6 separate regions of the Mus musculus genome follow, and all the other regions are linked to region 6. The links are chromatin contacts, called in public HiCAR-type, HiChIP or PLAC-seq and promoter capture Hi-C maps. All regions are on one chromosome and are shown on one strand. The core of a region is the stretch at or near the end of the contact, and the rest is flanking DNA. Distances in the headings are between cores, read along the strand shown. Region 1 holds the start of Eif3h (eukaryotic translation initiation factor 3, subunit H). Region 2 holds the start of Rad21 (RAD21 cohesin complex component). Region 3 overlaps Eif3h (eukaryotic translation initiation factor 3, subunit H). Region 4 holds the start of Mal2 (mal, T cell differentiation protein 2). Region 5 holds the start of Ccn3 (cellular communication network factor 3). Region 6 holds the start of Ext1 (exostosin glycosyltransferase 1).

Region 1 (3,572 bases), core at 712-3,211, 1.5 Mb before region 6:
TGCTGTACCTTCCCAAGTGTTGGGATTACAGGTGTGGACCACCATGTCCAAACCCAGTCCTAAAATAAATACATACTTGTAATTACATCTACCAGGCAGATTTATAACACCTACCTGTTGACTTTTACAACTCTAGAAGCCAAGTAATTCAAAGAGTGGTTTCAAATTATACAAAAATGCAGTTAAGACATAAGTTATGACTTAAAATACTTTCCAAGTGTTGAAATGATACTTTACAAGTCCACCCACCAACTAATTTGCGATCTTTAAACATGTATTATTTATTCCTAAAAGGCACCTGCCTCAAAAAGCCATTGAAAGCTGAAACTGTCAGCTAAGTAAACAACCTAACATTTCTTTTTCACAGTACTATGCAAGTGATACTTAACTGGAGGCATAAAGCTTTCTAAACTTAAGCTCTTCCCTGCATCTTTCAAACTCTGACATCCACAGGTATTACAGTCAGTAACAAGCACAGCTTACAGTCTCCCATGCTCACCACATACAGGTTTTCACATAATCCAAACGATACACCAATGCCTAACTACTTCTCAATCCCATCTGAACACATGAGGTAACTAAAGCTGGTTAAGGCCAACTTCTTAGGGCCACAGAGACTAAGTCTATAAACATCAGGTTATATTAAACAACAAACACAAAAAAGCCTCATGACAATCTAACTAAACTATAGTCCAAAGTGAAATTACTAATAATTTCCACTTAAACACTGCCTGCTGCAATCACAATTTTCACATAAATTAAAAAATCCCTATTACAAGAGTCTTTAGCCGGGCATGGTGGCGCACGCCTTTAATCCTAGCACTTGGGAGGCAGAGGCAGGCAGATTTCTGAGTTCGAGGCCAGCCTGGTCTACGAAGTGAGTTCCAGGACAGCCAGGGCTACACAGAGAAACCCTGTCTCGAAAAAAAAAAAAAAAAAAAAAAAAAGTCTTTAGAAAATACCTAATGGATAATACCTAAAAACTGGTTTGAGAGAAAAGGGTGCTTTGGGGAAAAAAGAAAAAAGAAGAAAAGAAGGAGGAGGAGAAAGAAGGGAGAAGAAGAAGACGACGACGATGACCTTTTTCTTTTCTCTGTGGTTTTCTTTTTGAGACAAGATCTCGGTGCCAAATGACCTCAAACTCGTGGAGCTCTGCCTGCCTGGGCCTCACCTGTGCTCAGGGTAAAGACATGTGCCACCACAACCTTCAGGAGGAAGGTTCCTAAAGCTTAGAACCCCACCTCATTTCTAGATTCGCATATTTTCTCTTCCATCCACTACCTTCCCCCGAGCTTCCCCAGATACTCTAAGTCATGGATCTTATGCAGAAATAAACTTACGGCTGTGTCCTATGGCTTCTTGGGTTCACGCTGAACTCTGCCTAAGAGTTTTACCCCAGTTCTGCAAGCCCAGGTAAAGTTAACACACGCTAACACAGTAAATCTATTGAGAATGCACTTGGCAAACGCCCCTCCGGGAAGCCAAGGTGTTTCCTTTCCCCTCACTCCTCTCCCTAGAGCCCCAAACAGAACCCTAAATCCTTCCCATCACAACTGTCATTCGGTTGTAACCCCTCCTCTCCTGAGCCTCTAAAAGCCAGACCACGCCAAGCTGTCCCATACCCCCATTCCGGCCCCGTTTCTCAGCACTCAGGTCTCTCGTCGGAAAACAGGGAAGGCTGCGGTGTCTTTCGAGCAAAAGTGAAGATGAAGGAGAAGGGCGCCGAGGGGAGAGCGCGGTCAGCCCGCGCCTGGGGAAGGCGGCAGGAAGCGCGCCCGGCAGGGATCAGCCTCACACGTGGGCCTGTGGCCGCAACCCGCACTCACCAGGCCGTCGATCTGCACCTGCTTCACGGCCGAATCTCCGGAGCCGCCTTTGCCTTTGCCCTTCCCCACCGCGCCGCCAGCAGAACCGGAGGAGGTGGCGGTAGAGCCGGTGCCTTCCTTGCGCGACGCCATGTTTCCAGCCAGACAGGAAGAAAGAGAAGCGTGAGGCGCCGGAAGCGGAACTACGAGGCTCCGTGACGCTATGTTAAGGCTTTGGGGGTGGGGGGGGCGGTGTCTGGAAGCAGGCTGGGCAGGGCCCCGCCTCCTCGGTGGTGTTTCTCCCTCCCCCAACCCTCCCTGAGATTGTGGGAATCCTCTGCGCACGCGCGGAGTTTGGCCCGTACTGCTCAACCCACAGTAATTGATTAGGGTCACTCTGACTACAGAGAAAGAGCTTAGAAGCAAGAGCCATTATTCTACACCCACTCAGAATATACAGAAAATGTCTAAAACATGGTTAACTTTGATCAGTCTCTAAAATGAAAGATTTACCTGGGTAAAATACTCAGAAGTTCTTTTCTGTAGTGTTGTAGTGTGGAAGTTGATGTCATGGTAAGTATTCAGAATGCAGACTCTACGAATAATGCTGACCTATGACATGAGCTCTGAAATACATATTATCGTGACTGGAAAACACTACATCTGTTGTAGGAAGCCATTGTAATAATTCTCTGCTTTAGAGTGACTTTTTCCCTACTCCTTATTCAAAAGTAATGAAATGGTCACACTGTGGCAGAAAATATTGTATGCTAACCTTTAATTTTTGTTGTTGCTATTATTTGGGGTTTGTTATGCATCAATCTGACAGCAAGGATTAAAATGTTACTAATGATTCAATGATTCAATGTCCACTTCTACAAGTCTAGAAGGAATATTAGCATCCTGGCTCACAGAGAAAATCTCCACAAAGTATCAAAGGTGCATCATAGAAGAGTTACACTAGAAAGCAGTAGCAGGGTGTTAAAAAGCAGAAATAAAACTCTCAAAAGAATTAAGTGGGAGTTAAAACTGTGTGGTATTTATAAAGAAAAAATATCCACTAGCTAATCCTACAACATACATAGTTTGACAGGACACTGCCTCTGGAAAGCAGGGACACAAATGTGACAATGGCAGCTTGTAAAGGTGAAGGGGAAAACCCATATTAGGATGAAGTGCTTAATTTTAATTGGGTATGTTAATTAGGTGAGCCAAGGGAGGTGCTGAGTGCTGGACTTCCTTTGATAGCTGGACTTTGGTAGTCATCCACAGGAGGAGGAAGTGGCCAAATAAGGGAATGGACCTTGTTGGCTAGCTTTAGGAATGCAATCTGTTGGTTTGGTTTGATGGAGGGAATGGGGGGAGAAGGGCAAGGCCTAACAGATCGATGCCTGCAGTGCTTGGGCTGGCTAGAGTCCCTTCAGAGAAGTCCCTACTAGCTACCTTTCCATCACCAGATCTGTATTAGACGAGCCAGCCGAAGTAAAGACCCAGAGTTCAGCACCAAAGTACTCAAATATAAATGTTTAAATTATTTTAAGCCGTGCGTGGTGGTGCATGCCTTTAATCCCAACACTTGGGAGGCAGAGGCAGGTGGATTTCTGAGTTCGAGGCCAGCCTGGTCTACAGAGTGCCAGGACAGCCAGGGCTACACAGAGAAACCCTGTCTCAAAAAACAAAAAAACAAAAAACAAAAAAAGGTAAATTGTTTTAAAAATTGTGCCAGTTAGGTAGTGGCACTTGCCTTTAATCCCAGCACTGGGGAGA
Region 2 (3,947 bases), core at 758-3,257, 1.4 Mb before region 6:
ACAACAATAACAAAACACAAGCCTGACTTTATATCAACTACAAAGTCAACATAATATTCTTTAGGGATAATGACAATTAAACGGAACAGCACATGTAGTCTCAAAAGCAGATTCAAACAGAAGTCTCAAAAATCAACTTGCCCAGTTAGAATATTCACACCTTTAAGGTAGGATGGAAAACAAAATATATTTCTCAAGAATTAAGTTTTCATCCGGGCGTGGTGGCGCATGCCTTTAATCCCAGCACTTGGGAGGCAGAGGCAGGCGGATTTCTGAGTTCGAGGCCAGCCTGGTCTACAAAGTGAGTTCCAGGACAGCCAGGGCTATACAGAGAAACCCTGTCTCGAAAAACCAAAAAAAAAAAAAAAAAAAAAAAAAAAAAAGAATAAGAATTAAGTTTTCCCAACTACCCAAGTATAACTCTCTCAGAATCTGCATGTTTTGCTAAGTCTGAAAAGAAATTCCCAATTTACTGTGCATAATACAAAAAGCACCGTGTCCACTCCTTAAACAACTCTGTAACTTTGGTTATACAAACTCTAAGATAATTCAAACACTGGACAAGGCACACACCTTCACCAATACCTTCTTAAAGAAAGTTGCCTCCAACCTTAAAGGTATTTACAATTTAAGAAAGCGACTTCAGTCTGTTCCAAAACCCTGCAGCCTTTCAGTTCACTGGCATTTGATTTTTAATAGGATTTTGCACCCTTGGTGGGGGTGGTGGGCACGGGACGGGACGACGCCGAAGCTCTTCCAATACAGTTTAAGGAGAGCAAATATTAACTTTCCTTTGTAAAGAGAAGCCGAAGTACAGAAGCCACTTCCATAAGCCATTCAAACACCAACGCGTTTTGGAACGCTGAAGACAGCTTAACAAATCAGAGAGCACGAAGAAAACGTCCACAGCGTTTCCCTCTTAAATTTGAAGAAGGCCGCTTGGTCTAGTTGAACACCTCGACAGTGTCACCTTACACTATCCTGGCAGAGCCTACTCAAAGCCTTTCTGTGCCACGAAAAAGGCACCCAGCCTCGGAACGTCTCTACAACACTCGATCCTTAGCCATTAAAGAAATTAAAAAAAAAAAAAAAGTTTAGAAAAGTTAAGGGGAATACCAGCTACACTCATGTTCTTGGAAGCAATGTTATTCGATCGTGTTTTAAAACAGCCGGTCCAATTTCTGAGATGCCCAACACACAAATATATACATTATAGAGAAATCCGGTTGAGGGAGACAGAAGAACAGGCGAGTGAGTCCACGATCCCTGCGGCCAGCACACGCCTGGCGCGACCCGGACCCCGGACTCCACACCCGATGCACCGCGCCCGCCCGCCCAGGAGTCTCCCTGACGGCTCCCGCCCTGAGTCCCGCGTCTTTGCAGACAGCCATCTTCCCCCCCGAGGGGGCGGCCAGCTCCGAGAGCGGGCTCGTTCAAACCTCCCCTTCTCTCCCCGTCAGCCCCGGGATCCCGCTGTCCCACCTCCGCGCGGCCGAGGGTCGCTTTTGTGGGCCCTGGACTGCGGCGGAACCATTAGGAAGTCAGCAGGCGCGGTGCACGGCCCCGGGGCAGCGAGGAACCCCCCCAGGCGAGGGCGGCCCCGGGACGTAGGGGGCCCGGAGAGCGCGGGGTCGCCGGGCGCTGCCCGGGAGCTGGCAGCACTCGGGGGCCGCAACGCCGGCCGCCTCGCACCGCAACTGCGGGCCGCGGAGCCCGCGCCCCGGGAGCAACCCGGCGGGGCAGAGCACCGGGGAGGGAGCCAGAGCCCGAGGAGGGGTCGGCCCGATCGCTTACCTGGATCTCGGCGGGGAGCCGGGAGGGGTGGGTGGCCCGGGGAGGGGGGGAAGGGTCAGGGGAGGGGGCGGGGAGAGGGGGAGCCCTTGTGCGGTGTAGCCTCGGAGCTGCTCCCGCCACCGCCACGGCCGCCGCCTCCTTTTCCGATTCACTCAAACAAACAAGATGGCGGCCGTTACGGCGCGGCTCTTCCGGCCGCCCAAATCCTCGGTTCAAATCGGCAGGATGTTTACGGTCAAAAAGGTACGTGTGCGCCTGCGCAACCCGCCGGAGCCGCCCCCCACCCACAGAAGGGGCGGCGCAGGCGCGCTGACCACTTCCTTGTCTCTGGACCAGCCACCTATTGGCCACGGAGCAGGCGCAAAGGGTTCCTTGAAGAGGTTTGCGGAGCGTCAGAGTTGGCAAATGCAGCGCCTGCGCAACACCGTGTAACTAATTGGGGTTTAACTTGAACTCGAGTTAAAGCAGGTCTTTGCTGTTGGCCAGTTTTCTTTGCGCCCGGCAAAAATAAAAATTATTTTAATGACCTTGTACAGCGACGAAGGAAACAAAAATCTTAAGCTAGCTGCTGGAAAAGTAAGGCCTAATTGGTTCGGCCAACCTGTGCTTATATTAGGTTTGCAGCAAAAAGCATGCTACCGAGGCCCTGGGAGAAATTTTTTGAGAGTAGATTCCTTTTACACGCAGTTCCTAAACTAACTTTGGTCTCCCATTCATGGAGTCTCATATATGTTCTTGAAAGTTCCCTTTAACAACATTTGATTCTCTGGCGGTGGTGGTACACGCCTTTAACCTCAGCACTCGGAAGGCAGAGGCAGGTGCATCTCTGTGAGTTCAAGACCAGCTTGGTCACAAGGTCCAGGACAGCCAATACTACACAGAGGAGCCCTATCTCAAACCAAAACAACAATAACAAAAACCAACAAAACAACATTTGATTCTTTGAAGCAGATGCTTGCTTATGGTTCATCAGTAAATTTCTTACTGTGGGAGTTAGCTACTGACAGTTTGGAAACACCTGCTGAAGGTGCGTGTGTCAACTTTAGGCAGTTTGCTTAACAAACCTTTGACAGGACAGATTTAATTAACAGATTTCACCTCTATTCATTGGAAAATAATCCACTTTCCTTTTTTTGGCTACGTAGTAATGACTTTTATGATTTGACTTAATAACTGACCGAGAAACTGCTTGCTGTCATTCTCTAAAGCCTTTTTATAAAGCAGTTCTGTTCTGCTTGTCTGTCTCATGATAACACACAACACATTTGAGAGAGGAAAACGGTAGGAGGATTATAAAACATACAGTAGCAGATTTTGGTTTAGAACTGCACACAGTTTTGCAGAGCTGTTCCTCGGAACTGATCAACTCTTGAAAAAGGATTATATATGTCAAAAACACTAGAGTAAGTAGGAAGCTTAGAGTAAGAGGATTGACAAGATTTTTGGGAATATCACAATGTGTTTTGGCATAACTTTAAAGCTTTTACAGTAAATGAAAAAAATAAGGTATAAAGCATTTGTTTAAAAAAAAAAAGCATTTGTTTAATAAAGAAAACTCCCCAAGTAAAATGCCTTAAGGTCTTGGACTAAGCAGAAGGAAATGGGTTTAAAACACTGATAAAACACTGATAATGATTTTGCTGTTTATCTGGATTTTGATAAGAAATGTCATTTAAGGATAAGATATGTAGTAAAATATAATCAGGCACAGACATAGAGAAGCAAAGAAGTTAGGGATAACAGTCCGTATTTCAAATACCAACACAATACAATATGTATGAATTAAATGAGTGAAAATAATCCCTCGGGGTGTGTGTGTGTGTGTGTGTGTTACATTTAAGTTTAATTCATAGTTACACCCACCTCATGGGAAAGGAAAGATTTGAGTCAACTCTGAGAACAGGATTTCACAGGCCATGTCAAGGCTGGGTGTAGGATCTGCCCAGGCATATGGGTGAATCACCAAATCAAAATCATCTGGGTTCAGGAGTGGGCCTAGAGAGGATGGAGAGTGCATATGTTGATTTGAGTTACAAAGAACTGAAGGGGGGGGGGAGGCAGAACCTGGATTAGAGCCTTATAGATCATTAAGACTTTTGTCCAAAAACTTCATCATATTAACAGTTCAATACCAAGAACATTTCAGTTACCTC
Region 3 (3,719 bases), core at 1,027-3,526, 1.5 Mb before region 6:
CTGGCTTCAGACAACCAAGGAAGGGAGGTGACCACGCAACAAGTAATTAGACCAAGACTGTCTCTGCCATCCAGCACAGCTTTAACATTACAAATATGACGACTGAGAGCTCGCTCTCCTAGCCCAGCAGTAGAAGCAGCACCTGAGCTGCACGGGACTCCTCTGAAGCCCTCATCTCATTAAAGTGACTTTGTAATCATTTAACGAGTCCTGGGAACACTTTCTGCTTTAACTTTTATTTCGAGATAATTCTGTACTTTAAACTTTTAGCAAAAGAAAATTTTGCTACAACGAAAATTGGCCAAAAGCAAGTCCAGGGTCTCATGCATGCCACGGACTTGCTATCTAAGTCCATTCCCTTCTGCAGTTCCCTGCTGCCTTTCTAAGGAGACCGAGTTTGGAGAACAGTGACCACTCTCTCTCTATGACTAACCTAAGGCATGCAAAATTAAGTTTCTCTGTTCCAAATATAAAAATTATGAATTTGGCTCTGATACAAAAAGGTAAGCTTTTTGTAACATCTGCAATATTAAATTGATTTAGTCTGCTAAAAAACAAGACAGTGAGTTATTGAATCTGTGTTTAATTCAGTACACTTTATAACATATTTAAGGAATTCAGTTGTATAAAACAGGATCTGAATCTTATCAGATGAAAATATTTTGTGCTGTTAGCAAGCCTCGGGTTGTATGTCTGAGAAAACAAATTAGTCTCTAGTTCTCCTAAGCTTGATAATAGTGCCCCCTAATGGGAATTTTAACTTGAGGGTTTTTAACTTACATTTTAAAAAGCATATATTCTCTGAGTAGGTTTCCTCACTATAACCTTAAAACGCAAATTCTATAATGTAAGTTGAGCAAAACTGGACCACTCAAAAAGCTACCTATGTTGCATCAAAAAACAAAACATAACAGAAACAAAGAAGACAGACACATTTCTAGGTTTTACAGTATCATAATAACATAATAATATAACACATAATTCAAGAGACCACTAGGCAAGCAGTTTTATCCCAAGAAAACTGTCTCCACCAGGTTTCTGGTACTCACTCAGTGAGCCATCAGCATGCGCCCAGTGAAAGCCACTCTAGGATAGGACAGAAACTGACTGACCGTGGGCTACTGACCGTCGCAGGAGAATGAACCTTTCTTTCACAGTGCAGGCACAAGCTGACACCTGCGAATCAAGCCCACTAAACATCAACAACCCAGAGTGTGTTGTTTTCTTTAAAAGAAAAGGTGAGAAAATTAAAGCAAGAGCTACCTACTCTGCCACCTCCCAGGGTTGCCAGGGAAGTGACACCAACAGTACTACAGCTTTCATTTTGGTGTTCACACTATATTCTGAACTTGGGCAAACTAAGTGCATCGCCCAGAAGACATAAGCACTGAACAACTACAGCGAGCACAGATTTACTATCATCCTATTCTGTGCCCAAACAAGAGGAAGAGAACAAGGAGTAAGAAAGGTATATTACCAGTCACAATGTTTCAAAGAGCCCAAACATAACATCTAGGATACGGACCAATAAGGCTACTGTATAGATCTAACATCTATAGCAGGAATAGAGTGAATAATACATAAACAAATAGGACAGCCTTCCAATAAAACTTTATTTACAACAGCAGGTACAGGAATCAGCTTGTCAACGCAGTTTAAAGCATTTGCTAATATTTCATTTGTAGCACAGATTAAAATTCCTCACTTTATAAAAGGCACAAAAGAAGCCCATATCCCAACAACAACAACAACAAAAACCTCAAGAAACCCAAGTTACATAATGCCATAACTATGAAATACTTGATATTTCAGTTTCATAAAATTGGTGGCCAAAGAAATGACGTCTTTCTTAATAAATACCAATTTGAGGAGGCACTGAATAATGAAAAACAAGGGAGTAAAACAAGTGGTCTTTATCATGACACAAAATAATCCACATTTAGGACTATTCTAAAATACCCAAGCATAGTGGGAAATTTCATTTTTATTTAAGTTTGACAAAAAAAAAAAAAAAAAAAAAAAAAACCTATGGTGACCACACTCTGATGATTGTTAAGAAAAGAGATGGGTTAGGTAACCGAAATTCAAATGTATCGCCTAAGGCTATGAAGAAATACAGAGTGTTATGTTATACTTTCACAGGTATAACGAAAGTGATGAATCTCACTGGAATGTTGTGTTTGCATGTCTCTCTGTCTCTGTCTGTCTGTCTGTGTGTGGGACGGTGCTGCACACATAGAGACCAAAGGTCAATGGCGGGGTCTTCCTGAAGCCTCATTGGCTACTCACTGACGTGCTCGGCTCTCTGCCCGGCGCCCTCGCCAGGATCTGGGGTTACAGATGTGCACCACACAGAGAAGCTTTATGTGAGCGCTGCGGATCTGAACTTGGGTTCTCAACGCTTGTGTGTGACAGGCTTACCAATCGGAGCCACCTTCCCAGCCCCTCGTTAGCTCTTAAAGGTAAACCAAGAGATTGAAACTTGTACATAAATAGACATTAGATATGGAATTATGCTGTTTTATAGTCAACATATCTTAATCTCTGACACACACTTCAGTTTCTTAATGCAGAGAATAGGGCTGATAGAAATCTTAAATTAAGCAGAACAGGACATAATGCCCAGGATTTAAAAATTATTTGTATTACTAAATGCTAAACCAAGTGTCTTCTTGACTTAAAACCTGACACAAGCTTTGTAAAGTACATGTTCACTAGCTAATTATCTTAAACTCATAAGAGGCTACCGTCCAGTGATCAAACTCTAAAATTAACAAAACACTACACAGCATAAGTGCACTAAACATCATTTCTTTATATTCAAAAGAATTTTACTTAAAAATAACAACCACCCAACAAAACCAGGTAATGGCATTGTATATTCTGAGATGGTCTGTGCTCTCATCAGCCACACTTATTCAAGAAAACTCTACAACTCATTTGTAAGAGAAAACAACTGTATCAACAACCACTTGTCCCTTAGTCCTGAAATAGTGAATATTAAATTATTTCCAGATATGCTGAATAGAAAAATTGATCTCTCTGGTAATGCTATTAACAGACTACACACAAATCCCAACATTAATCCTATCAAAGGTGTTTAAGCTTACAGTAATCCAGATGAAAACTGGCCTGTTTAAAACAGAAAAAAAAAATCCATTTTATACAGAAGTTTTAAAATGACACACGAGCAGTTGCGTATCTGAAACAAAGTCAGGCATGGGATTTTTCCGGAGATACTAAATGAAAGCTGATTTCCAGGTGGATGGTGGGAATAATGGAATCAACCTCTGCAAAAATATACCTTACATTTATAATATGTTCAAGTCTCTAAGAGACTAATAAATAAAATAGTGACAGTTAAAAAGTTAAAGAAATTACATATAAATTGTGTCCTAAGAGCTCAAGAAAGTGAAAAGAAATTATTTTCAACTTGGATTTGTTTTGGTTTGGGGTTTTGAGACAGGGTTTCTTTCTATAACAAAGCCCTTGCTCTCGCTTTATAGACCAGGCTGGCCTCAAACTCACAAAGATCTACCTGCCTCTGCCTCCTAAGTGTTTGTGGCTGGTATAATCTTTAAACTACAAGGATAATCTTTCTAAAACAGCTAGCAAAACTTACCTCTTCTTAAACACTTTAAAACAGAAGACAATGGATGCCAAACAGGACAAATAAAACTTTTTTATACAAATTCTCATTGCACAGACATGTCATTTTT
Region 4 (3,760 bases), core at 1,017-3,516, 1.2 Mb after region 6:
GTTCCACCTGGGCAGCTCTTACATTCAATGGGCCAGCCCTCACGGCCATGTGTTCATGACTCACCTATCCCATGGAGTCTTTCTCACTCTCCACCTTCTCTCTCCCTGTGGTCTCTCCTCAGACCCCAAGCCCAGGGAACTGGAACTCCACCTAACTTCTGCCTAGCTATAGGCTGTTGGCATCTTTATTCAACCAATGGTGTTAATTTAAGTGACAGGTTCACATGACAGTACTTTGTGTATGTGGAAATTCTCTTGTCTCTGGGGGCAACCAGGCTGTGGGGACCAGAGTTACAATACATAGCAAAAGACCAAACCTCAGCAAAGTAAGGCATGCTAGAGGTCATAGAAATGGATAAGAGGATGACACTATTAAGAACTCAGAGCTGATTTTGTGGAGAAAGAAATAATCATGGAAGGAACGGATGCTAGAGTTGCCATCATGGAGATGAAATTGGGATCATCAAGAAAAACAATACTGATATAGATAGTGATCATGGAAAGGGAGTCCATTCCAGAAAGAGCATTAGTTATGGAGCAGATTTGCTATTCTGTAGGAGAGAGGTACATAACAGTCTCTCATTCTCCTGACTTTGGGAAACCAAAGTAGGTAGGGGTGGGTACAAAAGCAGTTATGGCAAAGTAGGTGCTGGAAAGGGTGTAGTCACTGTGTTCTTTTTGGTGACACCTTTAAAATATACACAGGTGAAGTTTTAGGTCGTTAATGGATCCACAAATTCCAAGGTCATTCCAAGTTCACTCACCACAACACTTTGGTACCTTGTATGTAGTTACTGGGCATTTCCATAACAAATTCTCGGGAGTGGCCTCACCTTTGAAGATCCTTTAAGGGCTGCCTAGGCAGAAAATAAAATATAAAGATCTCTTGCCAATCAGGATCTGGACACAGAAAAGTTCATCGATTGAACAAAGCAATACAGAGAAGTTGAGGTTTCCTACTAGATAGCCAGCACACACGAACTGCCAGAAACTGGTGACTAACAGGTGGTGGTGTCAGGAAGCCCAAACAAGGTTTCATCCACACCCTCCTTTGTGGCTTTTACTGTAGTGCCACCACCACACCTAAGAGTTTCGATTATTAAAATAATGAAGACATAGGGTAAAACCTGCTGACAACCCATGCAGGGAACAACTCACAGTTCAAGAGCTAAACTTAATAGATCAGAACAAGACTCAATTTGTAGAATGTCCGATACTCGAATAGGTTTGTGTGTCCGTGTACATGTGTGCACGCATGCATATGTGTATAGTAGACACACATTTACATATCCACATACTTGATTGCTGTTCTTGTTGCTTGACAGGTTCTTTCTAGGTATCCCAAGCTATTCTATTACCAGCTTTGCAGTCTATGCTGACTTCAAACTCAGGGCAATCCACACTCTGTGAAGTACTATGATTCCGGGCGTGTATCCCCATGCCTGGGTCAGGTTTTACCAACGTGGTCTACATATGTGCTGATCTGTGGAACTTATCTTTAGATGATCTCTGAGAAATGTCCCTTTGTTCATTCCACTTTCAGAACATTGACAGCAAAACCAATAAAATGGGAATGCAAGGGGGGGAAACTGGGGCTTGGGATTCATATGTAGTAGTGTCCTGTTCTGTTTTAATAATTGTTAAGTCTTTAAAAGCAGTAGCAAAGAATACCTTTCTGAAAATGGAATAAAAAGTGTCTGTGTGGAAACGTAATGAAGCTAACATTTTGTGTATGATTATTGACGTCAAAACTGGAAAAAATAGCTACCATCCTATAAGCTACATCGCTTCCTGTACACCTAACTCTTCTGCCCATCATTGGTGGACATCCTCGTACGGATTTCTGAGACCAGAACAGAAATGACTCAAGGCCTTCCTCCAGGGTCCCACTGCCAACGACTCCAATGTGCTACATGACCCTGAAAATCCCCCTAGAATCGCCTTTAAAACAGGCATCCCATTTTCCAGGTGTGCCTGGCAACTTGGTGTTTTCCTTCTGAGTCACAGCCTCTGTCTTCCTACCCAACTGGGGAAAGTGGGTGAGGACCAGCGGGGAGACTTGAGTGGGATGGGCAGGTGGGAACCAGCAGACAGTTAGTGCAGGAGCAGCAAGTGATCTGAAGATCCAGGAGGGCTGCAGAGCTGGCGCTGAGGCTGGGGCGCACCACACCTGTGCTGGTGACCCTGACTGTCGCTAGGGCGGAGGCGCGCTCACCTGTGCCCACGTGACGGGGCGGGCCTCTGTCGGCAGAGGGCCCGTGGCCACACCCTTTCCGCGAGCAGCACGCCTGAACCCCACGGATCGGATCGGCGGCGGCGGCGGCGGCGGCGGCCAAGCCCGGGAGGCGGCGGCGGGACGCGGGAGGCGGTGGCGGCGGTGGCGGTGCGCGGAGACGTAGCAGCGGCAGCATGTCGGCCGGCGGAGCAGTCCCGCCGCCCCCGAACCCTGCCGTGTCCTTCCCGGCGCCCCGGGTCACCCTGCCCGCTGGCCCCGACATCCTAAGGACGTACTCCGGAGCTTTCGTCTGTCTGGAGATTGTAAGTGGGGCAGCTTAGGTGAAGATCGAGTCCCGGGAGCATGGACAGGCAGCATCCTTGCCCCCAGCCCGGGGTTGGTCCCTCTGAATACCCCTCCCTCAGCCTTCATCCTCTAGAAGTGGCCTTTTACTGGAGTCAGTCTCGGGGTCCTCTCCACTTAGGACCCGGGCCTCTTGCCTGGCACCTGTTACGCGGACACCTGCTCGCCGGCCTGGAATGGAAATGTGCCCTAGAGACCGATCAGGCTAGGGGCCCATGATTAGGGACTTGGGCAGGAGCCCTCTCCTGTTGGATCTCGGGGACTCTGGGCTTTGGATAGGAGCTGCGTTTGACTAGAGGAGGAACCAGCGTTCTCGGCCTTTCCCGTTGCCAACCTGCCATTTTGTTGGGTGGTGCAAAGGTGAACTGATGACTGGGTGGCCAGGAAGCTGTTAGGATGTGGAAAGCCTGGACGGGAGGCGCCAGGGAAAGGAAGAGGAGGCTGAAGCCTGGGTATGGTTTTCACCAGACTCACCCTTGCCATAGCCAGTGCCCTTTGGATTGAGAAAGAACAGGGCAGGGAGAAAGGTGAGGTTGTAGGTGCAGCAGGCAGTGTGTAATCAAGTGGGTGTGAAAATGGAGGGGCAAAGTGGAAGTGGGGCAGTCAGCCTCAGCTCTTGCCTTTGCACCTCCTGTCCTTTTCTAAGTTTACCTGAGAATTCCAAACCACCTCAGAACACTTTGCTCCGCCCAAAGTCAAGTTGATGCCACAAGCCTGCCCTGCCACCTTGTTGAACTAGACACTTGAACTTAGCGAAAGGAATGCTGTGGAGTTGGGAGTTTTTGAAGCTCCTTGTGGACAAGGGGGAAATGTGCAAATAGAAATTGGGCAACTGGGGTTGCGTCATGCTGGGAGAATGTCAAATAGAAAGACATGTCAGCAAAGCGGTGTCATTCCTGTCGGCTGGTTCTGTTTGCTCTGTTTAGGGTTTTCATGTCAACCCTCATCCACTCCTGCGAGTTTGCATAACCTGGATCTAGGTCACTCGGGGTTCCCTTTTGTGCTGCTGAGCTGAAAACCTTGTGGGCATTGGTTTTCTGCCCCATTATGCTTAGGTAGCCAAGCCACCTTGGGTTTAGCTCAGATTTGAATCTGAAAGAAGAGACCCAAGTGAATGAGTCACAGGCAGTGGCACCTGAGATCAGATAGTGAGTGTGACACTAGAAGACCCTGGCATGGGTT
Region 5 (4,003 bases), core at 403-2,902, 1.4 Mb after region 6:
GCAGAATTGTCACCATTGTGGGAATGCATCTGAGCAGTTCTGAGCTCTAAAAGAATAGCCATAAAGGAGGTAGAAGTGACTGTGCCATCTTGGAGTATTAGAGGGACAGCCCGGGCTCCCTATGCACTCTGCCATTGGTTTCCCTCCTGCTGAAGGTCAGTAATGCAAGGGCAATTTGTTTCTTTGTAAAGTCTAGAGCTATACAAGCCTGTATAATCTTGCTCACCAAGTGTTTTGTTTGTTTGGTTGGTTGGTTGGTTGGTTGGTTGGTTGGTTGATTTGGTTTGGTTTGGTGATTTGAAGTAGCTATCCTCAAGAGGGCTGCGTGCGCATAGTCCCTCCCCACCAAGGGGCATAATACTGAAGTCAAGGCGAAAACATGTTTTAAATCTGTTGGTCACTTTTTTGGTTTTGTTTTGTTTTGTTTTGTTTTGTTTTGTTTTTTTAAGACAGGGTTTCTCTGTATAGCCCTGGCTGTCCTGGAACTCACTTTGTAGACCAGGCTAGCCTCGAACTCAGAAATCCATGTGTCTCTGCCTCCCAAGTGCTGTGATTAAAGGTGTGCGCCACTGCCTGCTGGTCATTTTTGAAGGGGTCAAACTTGCTCTCTATTTCTTCTGACAGAAGGGAAGCATACCTCAGCACATCACCTTTTTCTTTTGCAAATGAATGCCAGCTGGAGAGTCAAGTCAAGCAGGAAGCATCCTCTCTCAGGCTCCTGCTCCATTCATGGGGCACTGAGTGCAAGCCAGTGAGGCAGTTAGAAGCAGTTTTACATCTGATGTCATATGGCAGATGCTTCAAGACTTTTCCTCTACTAGAAAACGTCTCCCTGCTCCCGTTTTTATTTGTGTTCCATTGTTTCATGTTTATTTCTACTGAGCATGTAGAACTTGGGTTTTAAGACTTTGCAAATCTTGGCGTGATTACAATCAGAAGAATTTGGCCATTTGGCCAATAGCAGCCCCCAACTCTGATGAAGTGACTCTTTTCTGTTATTTCATTTCCCTCGTGTGTGTGTGTGTGTGTGTGTGTGTGTGTGTGTGTGTCGTGTCGTGTCCTTTCCTCCTACCCACCCCCTCAAAATATTTCAAAGAGTCCCCCAATAAAGGGTGACAAACTTGCATGTGCTTCCCTTATGACTAAACTTCTGGGCCTCTGGCCAATCCCTGCCCAGCTCATATGGCTCCAAACTTTAAGCATCCCGATCAAGAGCTCCACATTTGTAGCTCTGGTTGGAACTGTGAGGGCGGAGGGTGCTAGGAAGTAGCGGTGTCAGGGGGAAGGTGAAGCAACCACCCAGAGGAAGAGGGTGTTTCCTTCTCACGAGCTGTAGCTGGCTCGGGGTCTTGGCCTCCGGGCTCCACCCAGTCCCTCCCTGTGCTCAGGGAAAAGCCAGTCCACTCACTCACACACACACACACACACACACACACACACACACACACACACACACACAGAGGCATACTCAGGCCGGGCGCCACGCCCTAAGGAGAGCTGCCTTGGGGCCCATCACCAAGGCAACCGCGGAGCTCCTTCTATTTCCCCACCCAGCTGATTCCCCCCACCCCACCCCCTCCTCCCAGTGCAGCCAACCGGTTTTGCGTCCCTGGAGCGCACTATAAAACCTGCACGGGTGGCGCTCGCCGCTCAGCCAGACCTGGGTGAAGGGGCAGTCCCATCTCCAGCCTGTAACAGCCCTAGCAGGCAGAACATGAGCCTCTTCCTGCGAAAGCGATGCCTCTGCCTAGGCTTCCTGCTCTTCCATCTCTTAAGTCAAGTAAGTGGCGCACGCTTAAGATGCCCCCGATTACTTGGACCTCCTGGACTGCCTCTGGTCCGTCCCGGGCTCACCCTGCCTTGGTTCGCCCCTGATAACCTGAGTTCGTTTTCTTGTCTCGTCGATCTTCCTAGGTCTCTGCATCTCTGCGCTGCCCTTCTCGGTGCCCACCCAAGTGCCCCAGTATATCACCGACCTGCGCCCCCGGGGTGCGCTCGGTGCTGGACGGCTGCTCCTGCTGTCCGGTGTGCGCCCGCCAGCGCGGGGAGAGTTGTTCTGAGATGAGACCCTGTGACCAGAGCAGTGGTCTCTACTGTGACCGCAGCGCAGACCCCAACAACCAGACTGGCATTTGCATGGGTAATCCTACCTCCATTCCCACCCTGCTGTCCCCTTCTTGGCCTGACCTCTCCTCTGGCAGCTAGGTGAAACTTGGCCCTCTTTTTTTACTTTCCCAGAGAACTAAGCAAAAACATTTGTAGCAATAGTGCAGTACAGTAATTGACATGTGTGGAGAGCTTTCAATGTACCGGGTATCAGGCTGAGAGGAAACATGCACCGTGCAGGTAGGTCACTTGCCGCCTAGAGAAGGGATGAAAACAGAGTTAAGGGCCAGAGTTTGGCCAGCTCCAGGGGAACACTTGGGGTGATGGAAGTATGAGCTTACCCCCAGGTCTATAGTCCCCCTCTGCCTCCACCCCCCACCCGCAGCAGCCCAGAGAGTTTGCTTTCACACCTGTAATTGTCCTAATTGGAGCCAAAGCAACTCCTTCTCCTGGGAGGACTATGACACTCCAATCTGAGCTACAGTAAAATAAAATGCAGGCAACTCACCAACCGAGACTTATGGGAAGTAATCAATGGGAGATCAATTTCCCATCAGGTACTGTAATTAGGGTCATACCTACCACCCTTGGTAAGAGTCTGAAGCGCTCTCTGTCTCTCTCTCTCTCTCTGTCTCTCTCTCTGTCTCTCTCTCTCTCTGTCTCTCTCTCTGTCTCTCTCTCTCTCTCTGTCTCTCTCTGTCTCTCTCTGTCTCTCTCTCTGTCTCTCTCTGTCTCTCTCTCTCTCTCTCTGTCTCTCTCTCTCTGTCTCTCTCTCTCTGTCTCTCTCTCTCTCTCTCTCTCTCTCTCTCTCTCTCTCTCTCTCTCTCTCCCTCCCTCCCTTTCAGCTAGTGGTGACATACTGTGCTTCAATATCAAGAAAACTTAATGCCTTTCCCAATCTGACCAGTGAACCTATTTGGTTGTAAATCCTAAACTACTACAGAAGATGACTCTTTGGAGACCATCTCTTCTTTAGAGAATAGGGTCTCTGGAGCATGACTTCAGCATCTATTCTGGTCTTTGTTCTGTGTTTCTGTCTTAGAAATGAAATCATTTCGGGGTAGGTACTTTTGAAAGGAAGTAGAGATGTGTCAGAAGCCATCAATTAACCAGAATATGTGTATTGCCATGTGCAGAGTCTGCAGTATTTACAGTCCTCTTTGCTCACTCATGAGAACTAGGTGAAGAAAGGAGGACCAGGTGGGATTGGTGCCTTCTCCTCCTTCTGGAAGCAACCGCAAGGACTTATCTCTCTTTAAGACATATACTAAGCCAGTCATCTGCACTAGAAAATGAAGAACTTCTGACCATGTCCTACCATTTTACACAGCTTCCAGTTGAATTACACGTTTCTCTCTTTCTCTCCTCTTCCCTTTGCCTTCCTGCCTGAATATTCTAGTTCCAGAGGGAGACAACTGTGTGTTCGATGGGGTCATTTACCGCAACGGAGAGAAGTTTGAGCCGAACTGTCAGTACTTCTGCACCTGCAGAGATGGGCAGATTGGCTGTCTGCCCCGCTGCCAGCTAGACGTGCTACTGCCGGGTCCTGACTGCCCAGCTCCGAGAAAAGTCGCAGTGCCAGGGGAGTGCTGCGAAAAGTGGACCTGTGGCTCAGACGAGCAGGGGACGCAGGGGACGCTGGGAGGCTTGGCCCTTCCAGGTGAGAAACCCAGCAGACGTGGGACAGTTAAGGGGAAATCTAGTCACAATGCAGGTGTGACTCTGGGATTTAAGATGAGGCGCTGCTTTCCATCCCATTGTGAACTACAGATCGCCCAAACAAGATCAAACGCATCATTTATTTAACTCTGAGCTAGATTACTGAAATATGCGCACAGCCTCTGTTTTAAAGGGGCCCAATAGAGACAGCCACAGTGTTTCATTTTTGCCTTCTGAG
Region 6 (3,609 bases), core at 47-2,546:
ATCCAGACTCAAGACAAAGAGGCACGCCTGGCTGGGGTCCGAGGTGTAGAACCTGGAGCCCTCGATGGCCGCTAGAATGTTTTGGTAACTTTCGGCGATTTTCTCCCCTTTCTGCTGCGGGTACACGTAGACTTTGAAGCCGTTTTTCTTGCAAAGGGTGAAATCGAAGCAGGACTCCATGCGGCACTTCTTGCCTTTGTAGATGCTCGAGTTGGCGTCTCGCTTCTGCCGGGGGGAAATGTGCACGCTGGAATCCTCGTTTTCCAATTGATCCCAAGGAAAGAAAGGGCGCAGAGCGTCCGGGAAGCGGGGCCAGAAATGATCCGGACTGGGCTGGTGCAAGCCATTCCGACCACTGTGCTCTTCTCTCCGGCTGTGGCTCCTCGATGCCCTAAACTGCACGCCTCCAAAATAAAACAAAAGGGCGAGACAAGAGCCAGCTGAGAGCAGGATGAAATAGCGTTTTTTGGCCTGCATGTGTCCTGCCTGGGTCAAGAGGATTGTAAATAAACACAAGAATCACCCAAGTTTCCCAATCAACACTTTCAGCTCCAGTCCGCCATCTTCCCGCCTGTAAAGACTTCAAACTCTCCGCTCCCACCTTCTCTGGATGCCTTTCCCCAAGCCGTGGACTGATCCAGCGCATGTGGGCGATTTCTTTAACTTTCTCCCCTTCGGTCTTTCATCTTTGGGCTGCACAATGCACGGGAGAGAGCCGGGCAGAAGATCTCGCACCCAGGGCGGGCGAACAGCGGACTGTAATTTTCTTGCATGCAACAAGACGGAGGAAAAGAAAGAGAGCAGGGAAGAAAAAGCTCCCGATACCCAATCAATGGCAAGACGAAGTGACTGCCTCTCCGCTCGGATTCCTCTCGGCGGCGTGGAGAACGAGCCCGGGGAAAGCAACTTCAACTCATCCACACTCCGGTGCAGAGCACTACGGTTCCAACAAGTCAATCCGCCCCGGCTTCAGCCGGCTAGTGCATCTTGCAGCTGGGGCGCCGTAACCTCACAAATCCCTGCATGTCTCTTTATTCCCTTCTGCAGCGGCTCCCACACTCCGCCGGTGTTTACTCCTGCGCTCACGGGGCCGGCTCCCCGGGCGCGCGGCGGCCCGGCCGGCGGCACGAGGCGGCGCGGGGCGGCGGCGGCGGCGCGTCCTCCCCGCGGGCAGTGCCGGCCCCGAGCGGTGCTTCGCAGGCCCCGCGCTATCACTGCCGACCGCCGCGTTCGGTCGCCGAATGTTACCCGGTTCTGAATGTTACACTTACACATTCCATTCCCGACACGACAGCGCTGACCTCATCCATCCACGCAGCCCGCGCTGCCATTGGCCGGGCGTCACGTCCGGGTGGGGCGGGGCTTCCGCTGCGCCCATTCATAACCCCCGGCGGCCGGCAGAGGCGCCGGCGCGGCGCGGCGCGGCGCGGGCGCGGGGACCCAGGAGCGCACGGGCGGCGGGCGGAGCGCTAGCCGGCCGGGCGTCGCCCACCGCCGGCCTTCTGCACGCCGGGCCGGGAATGCAACCCGGACCAGACGGGCCCCAGAGGCGCGGGAGGAAGTGTGGGGACGTGGCCAGCAGCCCGCTGCTCGGGATGCCCCGGGTCTCCACGAGCCGGGAACGCCTCCCCGCCGGGAGGCTGAGAGGACCGGTTCCTGGAGAAGGATGCCTTGAAAATGGAGAAGCGAGGGGAAGGGGGGTGGGGACTTCATGGAAAGCGAGCGCAGGTCGGGATGTCTCTCCCCCCACACTTGGACCCGCTGAGGACCAATTTTTTGGTGGGTCTTGTTTTTAACGTTTAAGTGGTCTTTCTAATTCCCCTATGTAATCCACCTATTTTTCTGTCTTCCTCGCCGAGACACCCTAATCCTCAACAATAAGGAGGAATTGTCACAGTCCGATGGATCTGTGGCTGAGTGTGAGAAGACACCTCCTAAAGCCATCTGATCTGCGTGCCCTCTCTTCCATTCCCGAATCCCTCCCACCTGTTCTATTCACTGATATTGGGCCGGGAGGGATCTAATGGCTGAAAAGAAAGCCATTTCATTTTGCCCCCATCGGTGTTGTTATTCTTCCTGAGGTGGTATTTTTAAGATGTCACCTGGCCCTAGCTGTAGAAGGGAACCTTTGAAGCAAAAAAAAAAAAAAAAAAAAAAATGTATTTACAATAAATGTGCCACGGTTCCTTCAATTGACCTTCCTTCTGTCGACTCCCCTGCCCCAAGCCCCTGTCATTCTGAGTGAACTTAATTGGATGATTCTGAAAGGAACCTCCAGGACCTCCAAGCTGTGCTAGACTCCCAAGCATTACCTGGCCTCACAGCCTGAATTCTGGCTTAGAACACTTACCCACCCTAGCCTCAGAGCCTGGCCAAGCTGGACAAGCAGTTGCCTAGGGCAGCAAGCTGTTTAGTGATTGTTTATTGTGGGAGTGAGTGAGCTGGGAGCAGACACATCCCTACCTCCCTCGGGCTACTGAAAACCCCAGCCGGTTGTGTACCCATGGTATGGTTATAATAAGGCAGAGTGGAAAGTTTTCAACCTTTGTTGTTTCAGATTTGTTTGAATAAAGAAGGGAAGAGATATTGGGTGGGATATTTTGGTACATTCTGAAACCTCTGCCCATTTTGAACCTGCCAAAGATGAAGTAGGTTTTCATGATTTACTTTGTCCCCACCACAGGATTTAGAGAGGCCTGAAACAAGAGTAAGGGTTCAGTCATTTTCCGAGCAGGATGAAAACGGTTCAGGTAAAGGTAGAGATTAGAGCCACAAGTGACCCCAGGTCTCAGGGGGATTGCAATGAACAGTCTTCAAGACAGAGCTCTTTGTGTTGAGATCTGGCTGTCAAACAACCTGCACCCTGTAGAAGATAGGACTCTTCTTATCCTGCATTGGCAAAGTCTCTTGCTTTTCTTGTCTAACTGTGGTTCCCTCAGCTCACAGCACATCTTTGCATTCAGTTCATTAGTGGTTGATGTTGTAGGAGAAAAATGGTACTGAAAGTGAGGGGAAACACGTTCAGCCCGTGTTTCTGCAATTGAACCTTAGGAATAATGATCTCGGCTTACTCTCAGCTTCTCATTGATGAAGTGATGTTTTAGAGTAATGTTTTTTGTTTTTGTTTTTTTAATCAGCCAGTCTCAGTTTGTAATGTAATCCATTAACACTCCTACCCTATTTTTTCACTAGATCTACTCACCTATTATATCTTTATTTAATATTTATTTAATGTGTAGCGATGTTTTGCCTGGATATATGTACGTGCACCACCTATAAGCCTGATACTCATGGAAGTCAGAGCAGGATGTCAGATCTGGAACTGGAGTTGTGAATGGGTGGGGACCATCCTGCTGGGGTTGGAAATTGAACTCTGGACTTCTTCAAAAGCAACAAGTGCTCTTAGCTGCTGGACATTTCTCCAGCCTTAGTTTCGTTCCTTTTCTTTTCTTTTTCCTGTTTAATCAGAATGAATAGTCTTAGTATTTTAAGATTTATTTTTAAGTGTGTGTGTGTGTGTGTGTGTGTGTGAATGCAGGTAACTGTGAAGGCTAGAGGCATCTGATCCTCTTAGAGCTACAGTGTTAAGTGGCTGTGAGCCACACAATT

The links. Promoter capture Hi-C pulls out the DNA fragments that hold promoters and counts their contacts. HiCAR-type assays count read pairs that join an accessible place to other places. HiChIP or PLAC-seq counts read pairs in DNA pulled down with a chosen protein or histone mark.
Region 1: a contact with region 6 is called in an H3K27ac HiChIP or PLAC-seq map of thymic regulatory T cells, with 9 times the contacts expected there. The contact joins the promoter of Eif3h here to the promoter of Ext1 in region 6. A contact is called at or near these places in 3 of 39 promoter capture datasets (liver, pre-B cells and stem cell-derived epiblast-like cells), 4 of 484 Hi-C or Micro-C datasets (B cells, CD4 T cells, CD8 T cells and 1 more), 4 of 115 datasets of contacts at active chromatin or transcription factors (astrocytes, extraembryonic endoderm stem cells, pancreatic cancer cells and 1 more) and 1 of 9 other capture datasets (liver).
Region 2: a contact with region 6 is called in a HiCAR-type map of astrocytes, with 4 times the contacts expected there. The contact joins the promoter of Rad21 here to the promoter of Ext1 in region 6. A contact is called at or near these places in 3 of 39 promoter capture datasets (embryonic stem cells, liver and pre-B cells), 7 of 484 Hi-C or Micro-C datasets (B cells, the N1E-115 cell line, Th1 cells and 3 more), 7 of 115 datasets of contacts at active chromatin or transcription factors (astrocytes, cardiomyocytes, embryonic stem cells and 2 more) and 2 of 9 other capture datasets (adipose tissue and liver).
Region 3: a promoter capture Hi-C map of liver shows a contact between it and region 6, with 4 times the contacts expected there. The contact joins the enhancer-like site here to the promoter of Ext1 in region 6. A contact is called at or near these places in 3 of 39 promoter capture datasets (embryonic stem cells and liver) and 3 of 115 datasets of contacts at active chromatin or transcription factors (embryonic stem cells, extraembryonic endoderm stem cells and pancreatic cancer cells).
Region 4: a contact with region 6 is called in an H3K4me3 HiChIP or PLAC-seq map of forebrain, with 4 times the contacts expected there. The contact joins the promoter of Mal2 here to the promoter of Ext1 in region 6. A contact is called at or near these places in 1 of 39 promoter capture datasets (hippocampal neurons) and 1 of 115 datasets of contacts at active chromatin or transcription factors (forebrain).
Region 5: a contact with region 6 is called in a promoter capture Hi-C map of hippocampal neurons, with 4 times the contacts expected there. The contact joins the promoter of Ccn3 here to the promoter of Ext1 in region 6. A contact is called at or near these places in 1 of 39 promoter capture datasets (hippocampal neurons), 1 of 484 Hi-C or Micro-C datasets (embryonic stem cells) and 1 of 115 datasets of contacts at active chromatin or transcription factors (large pre-B cells).

What each region holds. Positions count from the first base shown.
Region 1 is chr15:51,863,500-51,867,071 of GRCm38.p6, forward strand. It overlaps Eif3h (eukaryotic translation initiation factor 3, subunit H), which reads right to left and starts at 1,962. Exons shown (of 8, transcript NM_080635.1): 1 at 1,827-1,962. The coding sequence starts at 1,958.
Region 2 is chr15:51,989,753-51,993,699 of GRCm38.p6, forward strand. It overlaps Rad21 (RAD21 cohesin complex component), which reads right to left and starts at 2,008. Exons shown (of 14, transcript NM_009009.4): 1 at 1,795-2,008. Gm52217 reads left to right here and starts at 1,223. Exons shown (of 2, transcript XM_030248881.1): 1 at 1,223-2,037. The coding sequence starts at 1,317.
Region 3 is chr15:51,838,630-51,842,348 of GRCm38.p6, forward strand. The region is part of intron 2 of Eif3h (eukaryotic translation initiation factor 3, subunit H); the gene reads right to left. Among named protein-coding and RNA genes, the nearest start is that of Eif3h, 25 kb to the right of the region's middle. Within about 2 kb of position 2,277, at least 10 of the 459 cell types and tissues checked have an H3K27ac peak or open chromatin away from gene starts, as enhancers often do. A contact at or near this core is called in liver, where this site is marked.
Region 4 is chr15:54,569,100-54,572,859 of GRCm38.p6, forward strand. Mal2 (mal, T cell differentiation protein 2) reads left to right here and starts at 2,267. Exons shown (of 4, transcript NM_178920.4): 1 at 2,267-2,538. The coding sequence starts at 2,410.
Region 5 is chr15:54,744,258-54,748,260 of GRCm38.p6, forward strand. It overlaps Ccn3 (cellular communication network factor 3), which reads left to right and starts at 1,653. Exons shown (of 5, transcript NM_010930.5): 1 at 1,653-1,780; 2 at 1,915-2,140; 3 at 3,506-3,766. The coding sequence starts at 1,715.
Region 6 is chr15:53,344,887-53,348,495 of GRCm38.p6, forward strand. Ext1 (exostosin glycosyltransferase 1) reads right to left here and starts at 1,297. Exons shown (of 11, transcript NM_010162.2): 1 at 1-1,297. The coding sequence starts at 477.